Linked DNA regions of Gossypium arboreum: region 1 is linked to region 2. Evidence: chromatin contacts called from public Hi-C data. All regions are on one chromosome and are shown on one strand. The core of a region is the stretch at or near the end of the contact, and the rest is flanking DNA. Distances in the headings are between cores, read along the strand shown. Region 1 holds the start of LOC108489224 (histidine kinase 3-like). Region 2 holds the start of LOC108476138.

Region 1 (5,082 bases), core at 1,667-4,166, 770 kb after region 2:
TTAATAAAAGAGGAAGTGAGCTGTCCAGTAATATTTGATGGCCTACTCACCACTTTAGTGACATTGCCTTGATTAAAGTCTGCCCCCGCTTTTTATTTTTTTTTAACTGCCCTTAATTACTCTTTTACTACTGCATTATCGCTCATTCATATTTCTTTTATTTACAAAAATAATCTAATTTCTTTGAAACCTTTTAGTATTTAGTATATCTTATTACCATTAAACAAAACATAAAACTCTCTCCATATTTACAAAACATTTTATTTGACAAATCATTTAATTAATTAATTTTTTTCATACTATAAACTAGGGAAAGAGATTAATAATTGACTTATCATTACCCGTCAGTTTTCCTTACAGATTATCATTGTCAAACGTGTAATTCAGTGGAGTTTCAATTTAAAATGTAGACCAATTTTTTTTAAATTTATAATTTAAAATCCAGTTTTAATTTCAAAAATTTGTTCGTTCTCATTCAACCATATGATTTATTTTAATGAAAAACGAGTTTCATTCTTACACTTACTTTTAGATTTTATTTGTTGAAAAATGTAAAATGAAGATTTTATTAATTAGAAGATTAAGGTTTATAATTCAATTAAAAAAACAATTCATTTTCTACTTGTTTAATCATTAGTTTTTAACATTTTTTTAAATCAAGATGTTGATTATTAGTAGTAGCGATTAATCTTAGTCGTAAGTGTTTTTTAAAAGGTAAAAACTGACTATGAAATGTGTTTAATTCTCATGGGTAGAGATCAAACTCTTGATCTCAAGGTTAAGGGATAAGACAAGTACCCACCACACCACATCTCATAGCAAAAAAAAAAAAAAATTACAAATTTTTATTCTCATTGAAGTTGTTGATATCAATAGTCTAATTCTAGTGTTTATATTTTTGAAATTACAAAAATATTCCTTATTTTACATTATATATGCTTATATTAAATACTTTACTAAATTAGTATCACCCTTAATTGGGTCATAACTAAATTATGAAATCATAAATATGCATCTTCTTTTAAATTATAATTAATATTAGGGTAAACTATCACATTAGTCACTTTAAATAGTAGTCATTCTAATTTTGGTCACTCCAACCTTTTCTTTCTTTTTCTAAATTTGGCCACTCCAAAAAAAGAAATTGATTAAATTAGTCACTCCACTACAAAATGATAATGAAAAAACTACTGGTGCATTTTCATGTATTGTTTGAGGCGACCAAAATAGAAATAACCTTATTTAGAAAGACTAATAGATATTTTTCCCTAATATTAGTGTGACTAACATGGAATGCATAGTTAGCATTCCATTACCATTTATTAGTACTTGATCAATTTAATCAATTTCTATTTTGGGTGGCCAAATTACAAAAAAAATTAGAATGATCAAAATAAAAATTATTCCTATTTAGAATGATTAACGGTAGCTTACCCTTAATATTATTATCATAGCTCTTTTGTTTTTTTTTTATACTTTTATATCAAATAAGAAAATTACAAATTACAATTTAAGGATCGAACACATTTGATAGTGTTAAAATACAAAATTATTACCACTCCACTTATATTCATTATTAAATAAATTTTAAAAGAATATATTTTAACATAATATATATCTTTATCTATGTATCTATTATCTCCGGCTTTAATTGAGTTGGTGCCACTCATCAATCAAATTTCAATTTAGTTCGAAATTACTAAAATACATTTCTTTTCTATAAAGTAAGTTATATTATAATGAGAGAATTTTTGTCCATTTAGAATTTTATAAATCAATTAAAATTTATACACAATAAAATTTAAACAAAAAAAACACTATAAATTTAAAATTTGCATTTCAAGTTTCAACCAAAACATCATAAACTTTTAATAAGTATATTTTGTTACATAATATTTTTTATCTATATTATGAGTGTCATATTTTAGTTATACTTAAAATTTCTAATATAATTGGTGTCACAAATTAACTGAATTGGATTTTAAATATTAGACTTTATCATTTTAATTAAATTTTCATTTAATTTTTATATAAATTTTAATAATATATTCTCATGAATGTACCATAATTTAATATATATTATTTTTCAACGTCCTTAAACATACAAATGGAAAAAAACTCAAAAAGTTATTTTTAATTTTTTAGAAAATTATATTTGTTTTATGAATAGCACATAAACTAACACATTGTTAATAAATCATAAGATGTTAATTAAAAACTATTATTTATTTATTTATTATACTTTTAAATGGTTAATTTATTTATGGATGATGCAAAATAGTATTGATTTAAATATATAAAACAAGGCAGTTTTATATCTTTTCATAATTATTCTTATGCATATTTTAATAATTTAACCAGGGGCGAAGTCAGGGGTTGGCATGCGCCCCGGCCCTCCTAAAATGTAAATTGTTCTTTTAGTCCTTAAAATGTTTTAAAAAATTTAAATTAATAAAAGTAAAATTACACTTTGACCTCCCCTAAAATTATAAAAATTTGATTTAATCCTATACAAATTATAAAGATACAAACTATAAAAAATTAAAATTTTATCCGGCCCCCCTAAATATTTATTCGCTTCATCTAATTTAACCATTGGATTTTTCAATATATTTGTTCTTGTCATATAAGTGAACTTTTGAATCGACCAATATTTTTATTATATTGATCTAAAATATTATCTATATTAATATATATTTAGTTGTTTGAAATTTTTTCATAAAATAAATAGTTAAAAATTTAATTTGTGCGAACTTAACATAGATGATTGAAGAATGAATATGACGATTGAATTGATATAATATTAATCATAAAATTGTGTAAAACTATTTTTATTTTACAACGATATAAATGATAATTAAATATAAAAATATGGTTTTCTCATTTTATGCTGGGGAGGTTCCAACTTTTATTAATTGGATTAGTTAATAAATTAAAAGGGGAAAAAAGAAAGAATAAGATAAGGTTGCATTAGTGCAACATTGATAGTAGTAGAAAATGAAATGTTAAATTAAATACATTTGTAAGCATTGAATTTAAATTTATATTATTTTTGTTGAGAAAATAGTAGTAGTATTATTAAATTAGGGGGGGTTGGGGTGTCGTGAATGGTATGGGTAGAGATAATGGCCTATGCTAGCAGACATTTCTACAACCATATTCTTCTCATCTTCCTTTCATAGATTCTCTCAATCGTAGATGTCCATTAGTCCTACTCTTCTTATGTTCTTCTTTTCCCTCTTCAACTACAGCAGCAAAGTGTCATCTTTAGTAAATAATAAGATTACTTTGTACTAAAAATCAGCTCGAAAATTCTGTTGATAGATCTCAACAGGGTGTTGTTACAGGTGAAGTTTGGGTCTGGGGGTTTTAAACAATAAAACCCACATGTTTAATTGCTGTCTTGGTGCTTGATTTTAGGAATTTAAGGATTTCCTGTCAGATTCTTTTGGCTTGAGGGAAGATTATGTTAGCTAAGTTTTTATTGATTTGATATCCAGTTTTGGAACCCTTTTGGTTTTCTGGACATTTTGGCCTAGTCTTTTTCTTGTTCTGGGATTTGGGTGGTGGTTAGAAAATTGAAACTCAGAATCTAGAGGGATTCTTTCATTCTCTCTATTTCTCTTTTTCTTTTATGGTAATTTTGAAAAATTTCCATGGTCTTCCTCAATTCAAGGTCCTATATCTTGCATTTCTCAGTTATTAGAGGGTGTAGTGCTGGATAAGATGGCATCTTTTGTTTTTTTTCTTTCCCGCACGGTTACAACACCTTCTGTCTTGTAGTCAATTTGGAGTTTGCTGGGTTTTTTTTAAAATATTTTATTCTCTTATCCCAAGGTTCTTGAGGTTTTCTGGTGATGTTGGATTTTACTAGACAGTTTTCTATAGATTTGACAATGGGTCTCTCTCTTTTCTAGCTGGAATAAACAAGCAGGTAAGACCCACTTTCAGGCTAAGGGGGGTTACTGTTTGCTTAGTTAGCTGGTAATTGGTCACTGTTTCTTGGATGAGTTTGCTTCATGTATTTGGGTTTGGTTTAAAGGTGGGGCATCTGGTTTGGATGTTATGTTGCTGGATAGCATCTATGATTTCAATGAACTGGTCCATTAATGGTGAATTTAAGGACCCCAAGGCTGGTCTCCTTGGTGATAGTGGTAGCAAGATGTGGTTCAAATGTTGGGATGAAATCTCAAAGTATAGCTTCAAGATCCACCATCAGTACTACCAGTATATTGGTTCCAAGAGAGTTGGCAAGTCTTGGTGGAGAAAGCTCTTGTTTTCATGGGTAATTGGTTGGACCTTGGCTTCTATTTGGATCTTCTGTTGTATGAGCTCTCAAGCTACCGAAAAGCGCAAGGAGATGCTCGCTAGCATGTGTGATGAGAGAGCTAGGATGTTGCAGGATCAATTTAATGTCAGCATGAACCATATCCAAGCTCTCTCTATTTTGATCTCAACTTTCCACCATGGGAAATACCCATCTGCTATTGATCAGGTAATCCATATCCTCTTCTTCCAACTTTTTCTTAGCATTTTTTTTGTGCTTGATTGCGAATTGTTTAGTGTCTTCTTTGCCTTGTGCTCAAATCAAACTGTGAAATCTTGTTGCTCTTTTTTTGTTCCTTTTTTTTTTTTTTTAAATTTACTATGAAATTCAATCTAATTGCCAATTAAATTGATCTAGGTTAATCTTGGCTTCTCATTTGATGTGATTGATTGCCTGTGATTATACATTTTCAACTATAATGGTTGCTCCTGAATTTTAGATCAAATAGGAATTTTGGCAACTTGATACATGTTCCTCCTTCATTATGTTAAGCGTGGTTATTTAACATTACACCAAAGAGATATATGTGTGTTCTAAGTTATGAATTATGATCACTTGTGTTTTATTCAACAAAGGAAACTCACTCTAAGAACCTGTAGAGGACTTTTGCGAGGTACACAGAACGAACTGCTTTTGAGAGGCCCCTCACAAGTGGGGTGGCATATGCTGTAAGGGTGCTCCACTCTGAAAGGGAACAATTTGAGAGGCAACAGGGCTGGACTATTAAGAGGATGGATACCCTTGAACAAAATCCA
Region 2 (4,938 bases), core at 588-3,087:
TTCATTACCCTAAACAGGAAATTCTCTACTCAGTGCTAAATTTGATGAATGAGGTTCATATAGAAGCTAAATCTAGCGGGCTTGCACGTGAGAAAGCTCGAAAAATAAAAATCTTTACGCATCATCTGCTGAAGCTGTTGGTATAACCATTCAAATATCGAGTTACTCGGATAACTCAGTTCAACCACTAATATATCGGTATTTAGTCCATCTCATTGCATAAATGAAAAAAGTAGCAGACAAAGCACAATGAACAGACAACTAAAGGGGAGGTCTTATTCAAATTCCAAACATTTCACATCGTAAGCATATATCTCTAGTAAATATAGCATCAGTTTTTCCCTACAAAACTAACAGAAAAGCAAAGCCCAATGCATGACCAGTCTCCTCGCAATTCCTTAACATCAGAAGTGCAGACTTATGCCATACCTCCGCTGGTCGCTGTCCTGATAATCTGGAAGAGAGCTGTTAAGGTGAATGTAAATGAAGTTGATCAGTAAATCATGACAGACAGGACATGCAGAAAATCTTGATTCTAAATTGTAAATATAGATATTTTAATTTAAGCAAACATCCTTGAAGATTACAATGAAATAAACTCAACACCAAGAAAAGCTAAACATATCACACTTTCCAAACGAAGAAACCAGACAAATTATCCATACACATTGAATAAGGAAATATGATGGCAAAGAATCCTTACATGATCCAATGACGACGAATATGAAGAACCCAAGAAGCAGAGGACCGACAGGATAATCCTTCCCCTTCTTTGTGGTTGTCTCAGGCACAGCTCCTCTCTTTGTTATGTTCTTTTGGAACTTCTCCACCTTTCTTTCTGCAAGACGCCTTGATGTTGTCTGCCCAAAGCAGAAAAAGTAAGGGGATAAAGTGTAAATTTTAAAATTGGATAAATAGAAACAAAGCAATTTTTTTTTTCTTTTAGGGAATAAAAGTGTTAGGGTATCCCATGCTCGGCCTGGCCTAATTTGGCGATGGATCTTAACATTTATACAAGATTTATGAGAAATATAAACGACGTTTCGAATGAGTTTTGAACTGTGAAAATAGAATTCGAACTGTTGACCAAAAAATAAAAGACAATTCAGACTATTTGCAAACGACAGGTCAACAGTTCTAAATTAAAACAATAATGAAAAGCAATATAAAGACGAATAAATTATTCAAAAGATTTTCGAACAAATACAAGATCAAATTGTGAGGCATATATCTGCTAAATTTAGATCTATAATAGCTGAAATCTACAAACAATTTTATAAACACGCTAAAATTTAGATCCATAATCTATATTCGGAGAGGACGGAAGACGAACAAGAAGTTTATATTGGATCCACTCAGATACAAGAAGATCAAGAAAAATAATAATCAAATTAATAGGAAAAATAAATATGAAAACTGTGAAGTGAACCAATTATTAGAAAAAAAATACAAATTAACAGTTTCTTAGAAAAAGAAAATAAAAACTTACCATGATGACGGATAGATCAGGTAGCCGGAGAAGATTGAAGAGAGAAAACGCAGGAAAATTTCAGGATCTCGCTAATTCCCTGCGAAGTATTTTCTCTCTCGATCTCTCACTTTCTCGCGAAAATGTCCGGATTTGATAGAGGATGTCAACTATCCATCCGCTTTATATAGTGCTGAAGACGGGAAAATAAATGATAGTTGACGGTCACGCGTAAGTAGCGTCACCGGCTTCGCTCTCATTGGGCGCTTTTGATGGATCTCACTATACCCTTTTTTCTTATTCAAATTTTGATACTCCACTTACTTTCCTTTTATATATTTTTATTGAAAAATTGTGATTATGATCATACCATTCCAAAATTTTATTCCAAATAGCAGTTTATATAGTATATTTTAATTTTTTTATTAAGGTTTAAATATATAATTTGCACTCAAATTTTTTCACTTTTCTCAAATTAGTATTTATGATTTTTTTAGATTAGTACCCTAAATTTTGTTCCGTTAACTAAATTAGTACCTAAATCTAAATTCATTGATGTCATAATCTAAATTTTTTTTTAAAACTATTTCTTTTTTTTTTCTTTAGTTTTCTCAGTGACCTTTCTTCCACCCCAATTTCTTTTTTTTACCCCGTGATCTTTCTTTTTCCCACTATCCTTTTCTATTCTTTTTTCCACTAACACGTTTGCTTTTCAATGGCTGATTTCAATTCCTCTCCTTTACATTCTACTATTGTTGCTGCTGCTTCTTTATTCGAGGTAGAAGATACTGAGAAAATAAAGTTTCTAGACATAGAGGAAACATGTTCAAATTCGGGCTACAAAGATTCAGATTACCCAATAGACTCGAAATGAAAAACTCGTAATTGAAACTTGACTATTAATAAAGTTTTTCGATAGTTGGATTTTTTTTGTTTGTTTCCCGAGAAATTATGAGAAAGAACAAAAAATATATATATATATATATTTTTAACTTTGGTTTCTTTTTAGCTTCTAGATTCTAGGTTTATCTTTTATATTTCAAGTCTTGGGTTCATCTTTTTTTTTTTGATTTTTGCATTCAATTTTTTTCTATTTTTTTCAATTTTTGGGTAGTTAGATTTTTTTATTTCATGGGAAAATACTAGAAAGAAAAAAAAATGGTAGATGTAGACAACTCCATTGGATTTTTATTTTACTTTATAAGTTTCTAAGAATTTAAAGTTTTTATCGAAGAATTCATTTTGTAATTTGTTTGTATGTTATTGTGGCTATTTATGGTGAAGAAGGATACTATGATTTGCACAATGATTTTTAAACAAATTAGGTACTATTTATTTTGATATTATTGTTTGCTTCATGAAATTGTATCTTACATTACCCCTCTTTCTTCTCATTTTTATTATCACTACTTTTCCTTCCACACAATATTTACAAATAAAACATAATTAAGAGGTAAAGAAAAATAAACATGGTGGACATACAACAAGTAGACGAAGTGGAAGGGCCATTACCGATAGTTTCATCTGAGGCGGTTGGATCAAAACGCTAGAGATGTCCAAGCGTTCGGTTAGTGACATTGACAGTGAGCAACCTTACGTTTCTCATGTAAGAAGACCCCCTTCTTTTTCCGAGCAATAGAAACACCACTCCAACAACCTTTTTTTAAATCCCTCACTCGCCTCTCCCTATTTTAAATGTTCCAAAACTCGCATCCTTACCAATCTCACTACTGATTTCAATGCTACCAATGACACCCTTGATGACGCCCCATGAAATGACACTCCACCATGAAACAACCTCGGTCCAATTGGGTTCCCATCACAAGGTTATCTAAGATAGGTGAAAGTGTAGTTTAGCTCAGTTGGTTCAAGCCATGAGTTTTTATGGGTTAGTTTGAACAGGGGAGGGGAAGTTGTAGGGCTTGGTTGATGGTGGCTGAAAAATGGGGAGGAAAATGAAAGGGGATTAAGATATGTGATTTTTGTGATGATTAGATGGTGAGAAAATGAGTGAAAATTTTTGGGGTAAGAGTTTTTGACAAAAGAAAGAAGGGAATGTGAAATCATGAGTTTTTTATAGAGGAAAGGAAGTAGAAATGATGAAGAAAAAGAAAAATAAGAAAAGAAAAGAAAATGGAAAGAAAAAGGGGGAAAATAAAAAAAATAAAACAAAAAGAAAAAGAGGTATAAGAGGACGTCACGTGGCATTGCGCGATTGGCTAGTGTTGCCACGTAAGTAAAAAGTTAATGGCGTTAGACTTAGGTATCAATTTAGCTGACGAAAAAAAATTCGAGTTCCAATTTGGAAAAAAAACCATAAGTACTAATGCTGGAGAAGTGAACAAGTTCGAGCACTAATTTTATATTTAACCATTTTATTAAAAAATAAGTAAACTCGTCTCTTTATGTTAGATGAATGAATGAAATAGCCTCTTTGATTAAATGCTTACTTTGATGTTTTATATTTAAGGCATAATAGTAAATTTAGCCATAAATTTTACATATTTAATTTTATCTCTTTTCTTTTATTGGGAATAACTTGACTGTCCACTTTTCATTAGTGATGTGGCATATTTTTTATGTTCCATATCAATAAATAATTTAAAATTATAAAAAATAGTTAAAAATTATAAATAACTTTTAAAATATAAAAAGAAAAAATAAAGATTTATAAAAAAATTAAAAATGCAAAAGAAGTTAAAAGGTTTTTTATTAAAAAAAGTTCGAAAGGAAAATAAAAAAGAAAGTAAGAGAAGTTTTATAGTAATTTGTTGTTTTTCTTTTAATATTAGTGCAAACTGTTCTAATGCTAGCCTTAGCCCTTATTCTAGCATGTTGTTGGATTTTTAATGGTAATTTATTAATTTATTAATTTATTATGATATGGTGGTACCCCGTATACTTCACATTATTATTACTTTAGTATTGTTTGAAAGGAAAAATAAACAAAGTGAAGAAAGCTTTGTAGTTTATTTATAATCTATGACATAAATTACCTAAAAAGTCCCATTTCCAAGCATATTTACGAAAATGGGTTAATTATACAATTATTTACCGGAAAGGGCCTCTTTTTACAAAACGCACCTATGTGGCCGCGTTTAAGGGGAAAATTGCCAGTAAAGCACGCCCCTGGGGAGCGTTTTTTGCCACGTCAGCAAAATGCTTCCACGTAAGCGCGATTTGCTGACGTGGTAAAAAACGCCCCCCAGGGGCACACTTTGCTCCGTGTTTTTATATGTTAGGGATATTTGCATGTTTAGTCCCTAAAGTTTTTTAGGGTTTTTAAGGTTAGGGTTTTGCCAAAATAAGTTAGGATTTAGTGTTTAGGTTTTTGTTAAAACAAGTTAGGGTTTAGAGTTTTAGTAGATTTTAAAATTAAGATTTAGTGTTATTTTATAAATATTATTCAAATTAGAGTTTAGGGTTTTAAATAAATTAAGTAAATTAGGGTTTTAGGGTTTTAAATAAAT

What was found. A called contact is a pair of places that touch in the nucleus more often than the background predicts.
Region 1: a contact with region 2 is called in a Hi-C map of leaf, with 3 times the contacts expected there. The contact joins the promoter of LOC108489224 here to the promoter of LOC108476138 in region 2. A contact is called at or near these places in 2 of 5 Hi-C or Micro-C datasets (both in leaf).

Annotation. Positions count from the first base shown.
Region 1 is chr3:24,121,004-24,126,085 of ASM2569848v2, forward strand. LOC108489224 (histidine kinase 3-like) reads left to right here and starts at 2,917. Exons shown (of 11, transcript XM_017793600.2): 1 at 2,917-4,495; 2 at 4,927-5,082. The coding sequence starts at 4,007.
Region 2 is chr3:23,353,376-23,358,313 of ASM2569848v2, forward strand. LOC108476138 reads right to left here and starts at 1,838. Exons shown (of 3, transcript XM_017778247.2): 1 at 1,490-1,838; 2 at 704-860; 3 at 180-465. The coding sequence starts at 1,492. The coding sequence ends at 419.